Regions from separate parts of the Mus musculus genome. Here region 1 is linked to region 2. The links are chromatin contacts, called in public promoter capture Hi-C maps. All regions are on one chromosome and are shown on one strand. The core of a region is the stretch at or near the end of the contact, and the rest is flanking DNA. Distances in the headings are between cores, read along the strand shown.

Region 1 (6,444 bases), core at 3,147-5,646, 50 kb after region 2:
ATAAACATTTTAATGAAAAAGAAAAGGGAGAGTCTTAAAATTAATACGAACTTCTCAGTGATCTACAAGTCAGGGTCAGCTAGCAGAGAAAACAATCTAATGGTAAAATGCTAAAGCAGACATGCTGGCTATTGTCATTCGTGTCTCTCTTATTGAAATTACAGTCTTCTTCTTCTTCTTCTTCTTCTTCTTCTTCTTCTTCTTCTTCTTCTTCTTCTTCTTCTTCTTCTTCTTCTTTCTTCTTCTTCTCCCCCCCCCTCATTTTGAGTTCGGGTTCCTCTTTTCTGTGTACCCCTGGCTATCCTGGAACTCACTCTGTACATCAAACTGGCCTTGAACTCAAATCCTCCTGCCTTTGCCATCTGAGTGCTGAGATTAAAGGTGTGCCACTGCCATCTGGCCAAAATTATAGCATTCTCTAGAGAAAGACTATAATTTCTCCATTTTTCTTTCTGTGTATAAAATCCATTGAAAACCTTTATGTTTCATTATTTGTTAATTACTAAGTCAAATTCCAACATAGAAATATGGCTTAAAATTTAAAATGAGGTTTAAAATGACGTGTAGCTTGTCAATTAATGTTGCTGTCTTTCCATAAGAAGAGGGACTTTTATGTCAAAGGGTCAATGTTGAGGGGCATTCACCAGAGGAGACTGCTCAGACATGAGTTTAAACCGATAGAAAGTCTTTATTAGCCAGCCTGTGACTATACTGGGTGTTTGAGACCCCAGTGTAGCACCAAGCTTTTCTCAGGGTGAGCTTTTAATCACAAAAACCATGTCCTGGGCTGACATACTTCATTTAACAAGAGCAGTTAGCCTGAAGCAGAACTACAGAACCTGAAAAGCTTCCAATGGCATTTGATGGATTAGGACTTTGTTTTCGTTTTGGCAGGTGGTGCTGTCTACATGCTGAGTTTTACAGCCTGAATGGCATTTCCATCATGGGATCAGTTGTTTTAAGGTCTGGGGCCTACTAAGGTCTGAGAACCTGTTACAGTCAGCAGCAGCACTTGGAAGATTGGACCCGACAAGACACTACTCTCAGAAAAGCCGTGTCAGCATCTGAGTGTTTTCATTTTCCCACAGGAGCAAGGGATAAGAGGAGGGAGGAAGGCAGAGAAATCCAACTGAATGGGTGGGGCAGAGAGAATTCCCAGAGTCAGGCCAAGCTTCATCCTGGTTCAGCTCTCCCATTGCTTTCACAACTAAAGAACCAGAGCAAAGCCTAGCACCTCTCTCTCTAGGCAGTGCTGAGCTCCAGTGGGATGCTGTTACTATTGTTACAGTCACTGAATGCTGTTACTATTGTTACAGTTACTGTGCAACTGCTAAGATTGTGGTTGATGCACATCTAACAGGATCCCTTTAGCTTCCCCCAGCTGAAGCAGCATCTCAGTTGATGCTCCTCACTGAACTCTCGCCATGGCTTGTTTTGTTGGGCCCAAGATGCATTTTTGTTTTAAATATTTTTTTCATGAAAAATTCAGCTTGTAGTCTAATATGATTGAAGCTCAGCCTGAGTTTGTTTTATAATGCATTGAACTGGAAAGTCTATGAGTGGTGAATTATTCAAGATACGTGGACAAACGAGGGATCTGGGCTCTCATGTGAGGAGGGGTGATCAAAGAAATAAGCAAAATTCTGTGTGTCTTGTTATCTCATTTTATTTACCTTTTAAAAACTTCAACCTTCACCTTGGTCAGGTTCTTCACTTCATTTATTAATGAATGTCCAATTTGATCACAGTCCTTTGTACCACAAGGCTCCCAGCAATATTTCTGAGCCTTTATTATAAATGTAATATGTCACTGGATTTTTCAAATATGATTCTCCAATGTTAATTTGACTAATTTATTAATGAGAGGATTTTGATGATAATTTAGTGTGCTTGCATGTAAGATTGAACTATAAATTATTCTCACTGAAGGTGATGATCAGTGGCTGCCCTGAGACTTGGCAGGCACGGTTGGAATTAACCCTGCAATCTTGTGCTTCTTGCAAGAACCACGACTTCACACAGCTGCAAACTGGTGTCTGCTCACAGAAACTTTCCAATCAAATTCCCCCTCAGCAAGGGCCCTACTTCTGGTGTTCATAGTATGTGAATGTCATTTGTATTAATATTTCCCCGAAACCTCTTACCATTTTGTTGTCCATGTGACACTGTAGATTCCAAGTTTTTAAGTATAAATTGAAACAACAATCAGACACTGACATTGGTGGTCAAAATCACTGCAAGAGACAGAATATCTTGCAGAAAGTTTCTATGAGGAGAAGAGCGTGACTGTATTTCCAAATGTTCCTATGAACAAAGGAGCCTGAGTATATTTGTACTAAAAGAAGGATACGGTCTGGGAGAGAAGGACTGTGCTTGGCGGAGAAGTGAGAGATGCTCTGCTTTGAGGACAGAAAGTCACAAACAATATTTCCAACTGCCACTGGTCTTGTGTCCTTTGTACACAAACAGTGGAACTGGTTGGTTGTTCAAGAGGACAGCGAGACACTGGGGATCATTTGAATGCTTTTGCAGGTCCCAGAGGATGGAGTGGGAATAAGAGGAAAGCAGAGGTCAGCCCAAGGAAAAGAAGTCTCTGTCTGTGAGCGGGGGCTGCTTCCCAGAAAAGACAACACCCAGTGACCTACTTAGCAAATGGAAACACAAACCAGAGAAATCAGCCAAGGTCATGGATACACAGCCTCTCCTGACCAGCTAACTCCAGGTGTTCAGAGCAAGAACAAAATGTGCTGACATGAGGGAGTTCCCTTAAACTTCCCTGGGCAACAAATCACAGACTGTTGAATTTCTTGCTTTTCTAAGACTTTGTTAAATAAATGGCAGCAGCAAGCTGAGGTCCAGTCTATATGTGCTTTCCTGGTTTGGATGAAGGCAACATCTAAGAACAGCTCTTCCCCGGTGAGTACTTTATGTTAAGGCTGGATAGGCTTCCTTTGAACTGGCCCCCTGAGGTCACTGAAATCTCCACAAACCAGGTGCTTTAGACCTACTCTGATGGAATCCATATGCTCCAGTGTTCACCTCATTAGATACATTTTCTAGGTGAGTTCTGAAATAATTGTATTCAAAGCTTAATAATTGCCAGGAAGACGAAAGAGGTCAGATTTTATAGGCCCAAGCCTTCAAATGTCTTGGAAGTTAAAGATTGTGTTGATGAAAAGTTATACTTAAATCCATACCTACATGCTGTCACTCACTCTGTCTCTCCATCTATCTACATGCTATCACTCACTCTGTCTCTCCATCATCTATCTACATGCTGTCACTCACTCTGTCTCTCCATCTATCTACATGCTATCACTCTGTCTCTCCATCTATCTACATGCTGTCACTCACTCTGTCTCTCCATCTATCTACATGCTGTCACTCACTCTGTCTCTCCATCTATCTACATGCTGTCACTCACTCTGTCTCTCCATCATCCATCTACATGCTATTGCTCACTGTCTCTCCATCTATCTCCCTAACCTTATTGTGATCATAACTCCAACAAAATACACAGAGAAAAGTAACCATCATAAGAAAACACTTAAAAATTTTGAAGAGAATGTCTTTGGGTAAAGGCATTATTAGTGAAATGCTCTTGTTTGTGAATATTGGTGACACTCTTCATGCCAGCATGAATGGAAGGGAGAGACTCAGCTCCCAGGTGCTATCTGCAGTGGCCCTGATGAGTCCCTTTTTCATATCTATTTAAGAAGTATCAAGTATTATGATGGCTAACATTATGTTTAAAGCTTAAGTTACTACACTTAAAAGATCTATAAAGCAAACATTTCCTCTACCCTCTAAAAGCTGTACCAGTGAGAAAGGGACCCTGTTAGCCAGCTTGCTTAAGAATGACTAGAATGCCTGTGGTTTTTCTTGTAATTATCTAGTCTTTTACAATTTTAAATATATCTGTCCATTATTCAATGTAGCCTCCCCCAGCTTTGAGCAGGCTGGCTCAGACCTGTTCTGGCACCTCCTAGGGTGGAGTCTTCTGACCTAGATAGGTCTATTGTTCTGCCAAGACTGCCGGCCACTACTGCTGAGAGGCTGAGAGGCAGAATCTGTCTTCCTGAGATAAGCAACAGCCAGGCAACTAAGTGCTGACAACCTGGACCAAGTGCTGACAGGCTGGTGACAAAGCATCAAGAACCTGGTGTGGCGGGGGATGGGCCTTCCCCCTTTATAAGCTCAGACTCTTAGTAAACTAGGGGGGGAGGAGGGTGCGTGGGGGTTGATCAGAATTTTGTCTTGGTCTCGTTATTCCTTCCGCTGTTTCCTCCCATGCAGCTCCAGCCTCCCATTCAGGAACCTGATTCATGTAGCTGCGGGCGGCTACAATTCAAGATAATGGTCACTATGCTAACTGTGTGTTTCTGCTTCTGTAAATAAGCTTGCTTGCTCAAGATAGCCGATGACATCTGTTTGCTAACTGAGCCCCTGCTTACAGGCAGAATCCTTGCATGTAGATAGGATATGTGCCACTCCCCACCCCAGAAAGGCTGCATCTTGAGAATCCCGACTTTCTGGCGCAATCCTGGTGCCAATCTCAATAAAGCTTCTTCTTTAAAGTTACTCATGGTCAGATTGGTGAATCTCTGAACAACCTGAGACCTGATGCTTTTTATCAAAATTATAATCATTCAATTTTACCGATGAAGACCTGGAAACCAGATGGTAGTGTGAAAGCCTGCTAGCTCAGAGAGGCAGAGAAAGCACCCAGCTGACCTTCCTTCTCAGCCGATGTCCCAGAAGGAATCCCCTCTCTGATGTCTCTCAAAAAACCTCCTTCAAACTGAATGTCCCTCCCTTCTACTTCCTGTGCTTCTCTCTGTCCATCATCCTGACTCCCTCTTACTATATATATTTTTTTCCTTAATAATTCTATGTTTACCTCCTGTCAACTGGTTGCTTACTCTACCTCTTGATCTATGGTTGGCTTTATTTAATCATGTCTATAATATTCAAGCAGAAAGCTCTTAGATTAAAGGTGTCTGCAAAGGCTGAGCCACACCAAACTAAAAGCAGGGTTTTCCAATAAATAACACATCTTAGGGCTCACAGTGTGATTAAATATCCTGCAACACAGACCTATAACAATATAACTCTTTTCTAACAAATACTATAAAACTCATGTTTAAGACAAGCAATTATAATCTTTTTGTCTCTCCCACATTGAAAGACTTTCATGCAAATGTTTTAATCTTCCCTCCCAGTAAAACCTTCATTTACCCAGAGGCTTCACTGTTCTAGGAATTTGTTGGCCTGGAGCAGTCACTTTTTTTCTTCGAGTTGTGACCCCTTTTTCTGTGTATGAATTATTTTCAGACTAGCCAGTTGAGTATGATTGTGAGGTCAGACTTCAGCCATTGGGGAAGACACAGCCACCATCTAGGTTAGGGTAAAAACTGAATGCATTGCCTGTCTCCGACTGTTTCCTCTTTTGAGCACACCTGTTGAGGGCCATGCAAGAGGAACATCCAAACAGCTTTAGAACTCATGGAATGCAGCCCACCAGTTAGCACAGCTATGATGGGTGTGCCTTGGAGAGCAGAGCCCCAAGGGCTGTTGTGGTCCTGAGGTCTTCCTGCTGTGGTGAGGTCTTGCTCTGCTCGTTGCCCTTGTATCTCTCCTAATCTATGAGTTGTATGAAAACTCTAAGGGGTCTTCTAGCCCCTCCCTGGGCAGTAATGTTGGCATTTACAATATCAGTGATTGATATGCATAGCTACAGATTAATGATTGAGCACCCTTGGAAAGAACTTAGAGATACAGATTGTTAGCAATGACTAGCACCCTTAGAAAGAATTTGTAGAAGTAGATTATTAGTAAAGTTAGGTTAAGACATTTTTGTTAGTGACTCTGATGTAGAGAAATTTATGGACCAATTTAGAATTTAGAAATGCACACTCTTTTTTTTTCATAGCACTTTTAAATAATTTATGCACATAAGTTTATTCAGGTAGCACAATTGTATACCATGAGAATGTTTATTTTACAGTTGGTTTTTAATTCTTTTACCCCTGTTTTCTTTTACTGTCTTTTTTTCTAGACCTTTAAAACAAAATTTTCCCGAAGTTAAAAGAGAGAAATACATTCTTCCTGCTGGATATCACATTTAAAGGTTATGTAACTCATCTACCCAGAATTGAAGCTGTGGGGAGGGGTCACACTTAGTAGTGGGTCCCAAGATAGCCCTGAGGTCTAAATAGGAAAATATCCTGTATAAACTGTAGCAAAACTCTCATCTCAAAATAAAACACTCTGGGATTTACAGTTACGTCCATATTCAACAGCTTTAGGACATCCAGCAACTGACAGGAGTTTTAGAAATGACAAAGAAAATCTCTTCACATTTAAAAAAACGGAACTCAAACCAGGAGAAGGAACCTGAACCCTGGTGATGCAGAAGCCTGCTTCCATTCCTCACCATCTGGT
Region 2 (6,339 bases), core at 2,275-4,774:
ATAACCATTCACTAGGGACTAGCAGTAGTGGTCCTTGCATGAAACGATGCCAGTAATAAGACCAGCTTAACTGGGAAATTGTGAGATTCACAACCTCTAGTATAAGCCAAAGTACTTGGCAAGTCAATGGTTGAGTTGCAAGTGTAAGCATCATTAAAGCCTTTTTATAAGTTAATCAGCTCAAGATAGAACTGATTTGTTTGGAGGTTTCCTCATTTTCTTCTAATGGTTGGAATGTCTAGCACTAAGGGTCTTGCACTTGAGGGGCGTTGAGTTCTAAGAGGTGGGCTGAGAAGGACCAGAGCGAAGGTCTGCTGTCTGCTCTCAGTCCTCATTAAGTACCTTCTTCAAAGATGAAGGAAAAGAAGGTGCTCATGTCCTCATCCTGGAAGGTCCACGGGAAAGACACAGGTAGCTGCCACAGCTTCTCCACAGCCACAATGAGTGATACTGCCTGCCTGAAGCTCTTGTTGATGTGCTGCTGCGAGATTTGAAGCTGGATGCTCTCATCAGGACAGCCCAGGTCAAAGGTTTGGAAGCAGCCCTGTGGAGAAACCAGGCAGTGAGCACATCAAGTCATCAGACCAGAGGACTCCTACATCAACCCCAGAGAACACCAAGGGCCCGGGAGATAAGTTCTTAACCACAATCCCTGTCTATGTGGAGCCCAGAGAATTTAATTGGCCTACCCAGGGGTACATGGCAACCAGACACAGGCTTCCTGGCATTCTCTATAGTAAACCTCATTTCTACTTTATCTTTCTTGTACAGACCTTGCCTCACTGTATAATTAGACCTACTTAAACGTTTCATCTTTTGGTATCCTTGCTGCTCAAACATCATGTTATTTAATTTCTCATGACAGTATGTTCATGTTGTCTTCTATTCAACGGAGATCACCCAACAGGCTCTCAATGGCTTCCCATACATTCTTTTTCTCATAGGAATATTTAGCAGACACTATAAGCATAGCTTTTGTTTGTAAAATATGTCACCACTTTTCTGTTCTTTGGAGAAACACCACATTAAGGCCTAAACACAGTTGCCTTGAGGCATGATAACAGTTTCAAAGCTTGAAGGACAGCGATAGATCATTTCAATAGTGTAAAGGAAAGGTTGATTGGGAGAGAAGTTTCTGTCCAGAGTAGAGGCTCCCAGGGAAAGCCATGTTCTGGAGCAGGCAGTGGGGGACAGAGCCTGGCTGGGAAAGTGAGAGGCGTCACCCAAGGCTGAACTAACTAGTTAGAGTGGTCTTAAAATACATTCATGTAAGCTAAGGACTAGATTCTGTAGCTGGGGGAGACTGTTGAGGGATTGGGAAGAGGTCTGAGAGAAACAGCTGCCTCCTGAGTGGGGCAGTGACGTGGCTGGACTGACGCCATGTGGCATTAGAGCGTTCTCAGTCATCATAGGAAGGGACAGCTGGGATGCAACATGGCTCTTCATGAGAGCAAGTCTGGAAAGTGCCCTTGTGCTAGGATGGACTTGGCCAGCACTTAAAACACTTCAGAATGGAAGGTTGTGACAGATCGCCAACATTTCAGAGATCTTCTGACCTGTGTTTCCCAAAGGACACAGTGGGGACTGTCTATGATCACACAGCAATGAAAGGTCTTGTCTAAGGCCACAGGTTATTTTTAAAAATCCTAACTAACTTTTTGTTTATATCACTTATTTCTTATTATCTTAATCTCCCCAGGAACATGCGAAACTGTTCTTTGGCAGAGAAGGAAGAGATGCTAATTCTGAAGGTCATGCTCTCTAGATCCAGAGTTCGATTTAAGTGGTCAGATTAAGCTCCATCTCTCTCAAGGGGGGACTAAATGTATGTTGAAGACCATACTGTCTTCTTAGCATAAAACACCATGATTGCCATCAGCAAGCCTTGGTGTGTGGCTGTGGTAAATGAAACCTGTGTGGGAGCCAGGTCAGTGTGTGGGTTGCCTTATCTATGTCACTGAAAGAGGCAAAATAATCCCATCACAAAATAGCCTGGGAGCAAGGCAGTCCCATATCCCTTCCCGTTTGGGTTTTTTTTTCCCATGCCACAGTCCCTCCACAGGTTAGGAGCCAAGCTCAGAGTCTCACCTTCATCTTTTGGGGTCCGTCAACTTCAAAGAACAGGTCATTCTCATCACTGTAATGAAAACAGATGTGGTCAAGTGATAGCTCCTTATCAATACTGAGCAGACAGACTTCCATTGTTCATAAAACCACACCTACCATGACTCTTAAAGCTTCCCAAAGACTTCTGGGAAGTTCTACAGTGCTACGTAAGTAACAGTCTAGAAGCAGATTCTGGGCCAGGTAAGTGGGTGCTCTGGTTGCTCTCTGTTGACTTCTGACACCTAAATTCTAGACTAGCAGAGTTAGCTAAAGTCTGAGCTCTCTGCCTTTGCTTCCAAGCCAGACTTTGCAAAAGAGTCTCTTATCCTGTCCATGTGGAAGTTTTTCTTACCATTGCATCTGTAGGAGTCCCTGTAGTGACAGCACCTAAGTCCCTAGGTTGGGCTTGGGAGTGAAGAGGTCAGTCTTTAAGCTAGGTTGCTTGAACTCTGATAGCCACTGAAGGAGATGAGTTGGGGACTCTCTGGCCTCTGAAAGTAGATAGCCCTCCATTCCTGAAAGCAGAGTGCTGGATATGTGACCACTCTCCAGTACCCACTGACCTGTCAAAAGGTGGCATTTCACAGTTGAGTTCAGGAACAGTTGCCATAGCTGCTTCAGACACCTGTGTGAAGAAAGAAAGTGGGTGGGCATCCAGCGTTAGCTCCCCGAGGGGCGTCCTTCATATGTGTTTCTCTTAGCTCTAGTTCAGGGCAGGCATGCTAAACTGGTCTCTGAGGAATGAAGGAACGGAGGAGCCGTTGTATAGGTCTAGAACAGTGGCCCTTTTGGAGTCAAGTGGCCCTTTCACAGGGGTCACCTAAGACCATTGGATAACACAGATATTTACACTTCATAACAGTAGCAAAATTATAGTTATGAAGTAGCAATGAAAATAATTTTAGGGTGTGTGGGGGGTCACTACAACATGGGGAACAGCATTAGGAAGATGCTCTGGAAGGAAGCAACAGCAGAGCCAAACCCTAATAAAGAAGCTTTCCTACAAGACAGGAGCTGCCTTTTAGATGTCAGCGGCTATACAGACAGTACTCATTTCCAGAGTACTTCACAAACCATGGAGGTACAGCTACTTTTTATAAATAAAAAGCCCAAAGTCCATCAGTGGGGGGGGGGGAAAGAGAGAGAGAGAGAGAGACAGAGAGAGACAGAGAGAGAGACAGAGAGACAGAGAGAGACAGACAGAGAGAGACAGAGACAGACAGAGAGAGAGAGAGATAGACAGACAGAGACAGAGAGAGAGACAGACAGAGACAGAGAGAGAGAGACAGAGAGAGAGAGATAGAGAGAGACAGAGAGAGAGAGAGACAGAGAGAGAGAGAGACTTACTTGCACAAGGAAGCTTGGCTGGAGAGGATCCCAGATGAGCCTATTAGGCCTCGAACCACTGCAGGGTTTGTTGTCCAACTTGTTTTCCCTCCCTTGTTTTATAGTCCTAAAAAGCAGAAGTGAAGAGCTGTGAAATTTTCCCTTGGGTTAACTGATTTCACAACAAAACTGAAGGGTGGGGGAGGGGGGAGAAGCTTGATGGGAATTCTTAGGGGAAGAGGCTATTGCTACCCTGAAATAATTTCTAATCCCTGGAAGTCAAGGGGTGGCAGATAGTGACACATTCGCAAGTGTGTCATCGTGGTGGAAATGGGCATTATTTCCCCCTGGACAATTGTGCAGATGGTGTCAATATTAAAAATATTGGGTTTTCCTGGGTTAGCTGTACATTTTAAGTCAGGATGTGCGGAACAAAGGTAGGCACGTAGATGCACACCCAGAAGTGTGTCACCTCTCTCGCCTCCTTGTGCTTAAGCTGAGGGAGCTTTGCAGTTGGAGTTTGGTAACTGGATGGTGCTTCTGTGCTCTCCATCAACTGTGTTAGCAGGGGCTTCTGGAGAGACACGCACTTCCTTGTGTGGGTCAGGGCACACACAGTATGCAGGTATCAGTGTAGACTTATCATAGGGTCAGGGAACTCTGGAAGCAAGCCTATGCAGTCTGATAATGCCAGGGTGCTTATTTTTTTCTTTTATTGGATATTTTCTTTATTTACATTTCAAATGTTATCCCTTTTCCAGGTCTCCCCTCCGGAAACCCCCTATCCTCTCCCCCTCCCCTGCCTCTATGAGGATGCTCCCCCACTCACCCACCCACTCCTGCTTTCCTGCCCTGCCAGGGTACTTATAATACCATAGCCAGTCTCATGTTGAAACCATATCAGTGCTAGGTGATCAGCAGAATGAGCCTGAATTAAGTTGCACAGTGCAAAGGTGGTGAACGAGGCATCTGCCTGTTCATGAGCACAGTCCATCTTAAAAAGTGAAGAGATAGTCTTTGCCTAAAAAATTGTTTTGGAAAATTCTTGTTTCTATAAGATCTGGGGAGACCAAGTCTCTTGGCCATATCAAGCATCACTAGACTGCTAACTCAGAGAGCCCAGGGAGCCTACCCAGGGGAGCTCTTCTTGCTTGGATGGAATGAGCAACCAGGCCATATGAATGCTGCATACAGTCTCTTGGGCACATCTACAGTATAGTAGAATCCTCAGTGGAAACCTAACTCCTTTGCTGAGCCCTCAGAGAGTCTGTGGACTCCATTAGAGCCAGGTCTCCACAGTGCCTGGCAGATGGATGCAGGCAGTAGGAGCTAGCCCGGGTGAGTAGGAATTTGGCAATGTGTTCATTCAGATGAGTTTGTACCTAGTATGTTTTGGTTACTGAGCTTATTCTGCAGCACTGAAGGGAAATAGACAGACAGAATTGGAAGGAGGAATAGACAAGGCTCTACTATGAAACAAGGTTTACTTACTAGGCAGCCTTCTTTTGCCTAATTTGGTTCACAGCATCTCGATTTCAGGAAGGCAAACAGAAGAATCCTGCCTTTGACCAGCTATATGTTTGATTTGAAATCTGAAGATGGTTCAGGGTCTCAGTTGCTTTTGAGTTTGGTGAGCAATGGTCAGTTCTCAGCACTAAGGTCTTATAAGATGTATTATCTAGTTCTGCAGACAATCCAGAGGTCCTGTCTGGGCCATCTGGTTCATTTTTCTGTTCTGCCTTCACAGGGTCCACATTTCAAACTATGCCTGGAGGGACTAACACCTTCCTCAGAGCCTGTGTGCAGGGCTGGAAGGTCTGATGATTTTATGGGCTGTCCTGACAGAGATTATTGGAGACTCCTTTGGTCTGCTGATGTGAGTTGAACCAGGGATGGTGAAAACCAGGGGACAGAGAAGGGTAACTAGGGGCCTGAGTGTCAGCTCCAAGTCCCTTCTCCCTGGATGATTTTTCAGGAGCCTTGAGCTCAGTCTAGTTACAGAATCTTCTTCACCATCTGCTAGTTATAACACTCCTAAACCCTTGAGCTGATGCCTGAGAGGAGTGGTTGTCTGGGAGGATTTGGAGGAAGGCACATGCATGAAGACGAATGGCCATTTAATCGTGAGTAAGAGATGAAGAGATGGGAGGAGGTTTGTCTGGGAGGAGGCAATGATCTGGTTGATGATTCTTTTGCTTCTAGAGGGAGATTTTGGAACTACTGGGCAATGCCTCTGGTACTCTATTGTTCTATCAAACCTCATCCTGGCCCTGTGACTTGGGCTCCAAATTTCCTCCCCTTGTCGTTATAGAGCAGGCAAGTTGCACAACATGTATATCAAACCCTGTCTCTCAGACCACACTTCCTTTTTGGTCCCCAATGAGTAGAAGAAATAACTCACTATAGAAATTGTTATGCTGGGGGTGTGGCATAGTGATGACGATACTGATGATGATGTTGGCAAAGGAAATGAACAAAGCAAAAGAGGAAGTCGGCAAAGCCAGGATGGTGACGGGCACTCTAGCTTTTGGGGAACTTTTCAGCTCTTGACTCACTCAGCACTTTTAAGCTGTAAGGTTCCCTCTGTTCTGACATCTCATTCCTCCAAGATGGAGGCAGGCATTTCTTCAAAGCTGAAAGTGCCTTGCTACCTGTTTTACTTACTTTCTATTGCTGTGATAACCATGACTACTGTGCAGCCCAGACTGGCTTCAAGTACATGACAATTCTCCTGCATTTGTCTCCCAAGGACTGAGATTACAGGCACGAGCTCCCAGGCCCAGTTGATGTATGTGTTCTACATCTTCTTTACTTATCCTCTTGCTCAGAACAGAGCTAAGCAATGACTGTCCTCATTACTTTCTCCAGACCTTGTCTTATTCCTTAAGTTGACGACTTAGCACAGGC

Evidence for each region. Promoter capture Hi-C pulls out the DNA fragments that hold promoters and counts their contacts.
Region 1: a promoter capture Hi-C map of the HPC-7 cell line shows a contact between it and region 2, with 3 times the contacts expected there. The contact joins the enhancer-like site here to the promoter of Il1b in region 2. A contact is called at or near these places in 4 of 39 promoter capture datasets (the C10 cell line, the HPC-7 cell line, macrophages and 1 more), 4 of 484 Hi-C or Micro-C datasets (the G1E-ER4 cell line, the HPC-7 cell line, erythroblasts and 1 more), 2 of 115 datasets of contacts at active chromatin or transcription factors (embryonic stem cells and trophoblast stem cells) and 3 of 9 other capture datasets (adipose tissue, liver and pancreatic islet).

What each region holds. Positions count from the first base shown.
Region 1 is chr2:129,417,000-129,423,443 of GRCm38.p6, forward strand. No RefSeq gene overlaps it. Among named protein-coding and RNA genes, the nearest start is that of Il1b, 49 kb to the left of the region's middle. Within about 2 kb of position 4,397, at least 15 of the 459 cell types and tissues checked have an H3K27ac peak or open chromatin away from gene starts, as enhancers often do. A contact at or near this core is called in the G1E-ER4 cell line, the HPC-7 cell line and embryonic stem cells, where this site is marked.
Region 2 is chr2:129,367,615-129,373,953 of GRCm38.p6, forward strand. Il1b (interleukin 1 beta) reads right to left here and starts at 3,525. Exons shown (of 7, transcript NM_008361.4): 1 at 3,454-3,525; 2 at 2,670-2,731; 3 at 2,089-2,137; 4 at 343-544. The coding sequence starts at 2,716. Il1bos (interleukin 1 beta, opposite strand) reads left to right here and starts at 2,288. Exons shown (of 3, transcript NR_015474.1): 1 at 2,288-2,307; 2 at 5,180-5,555.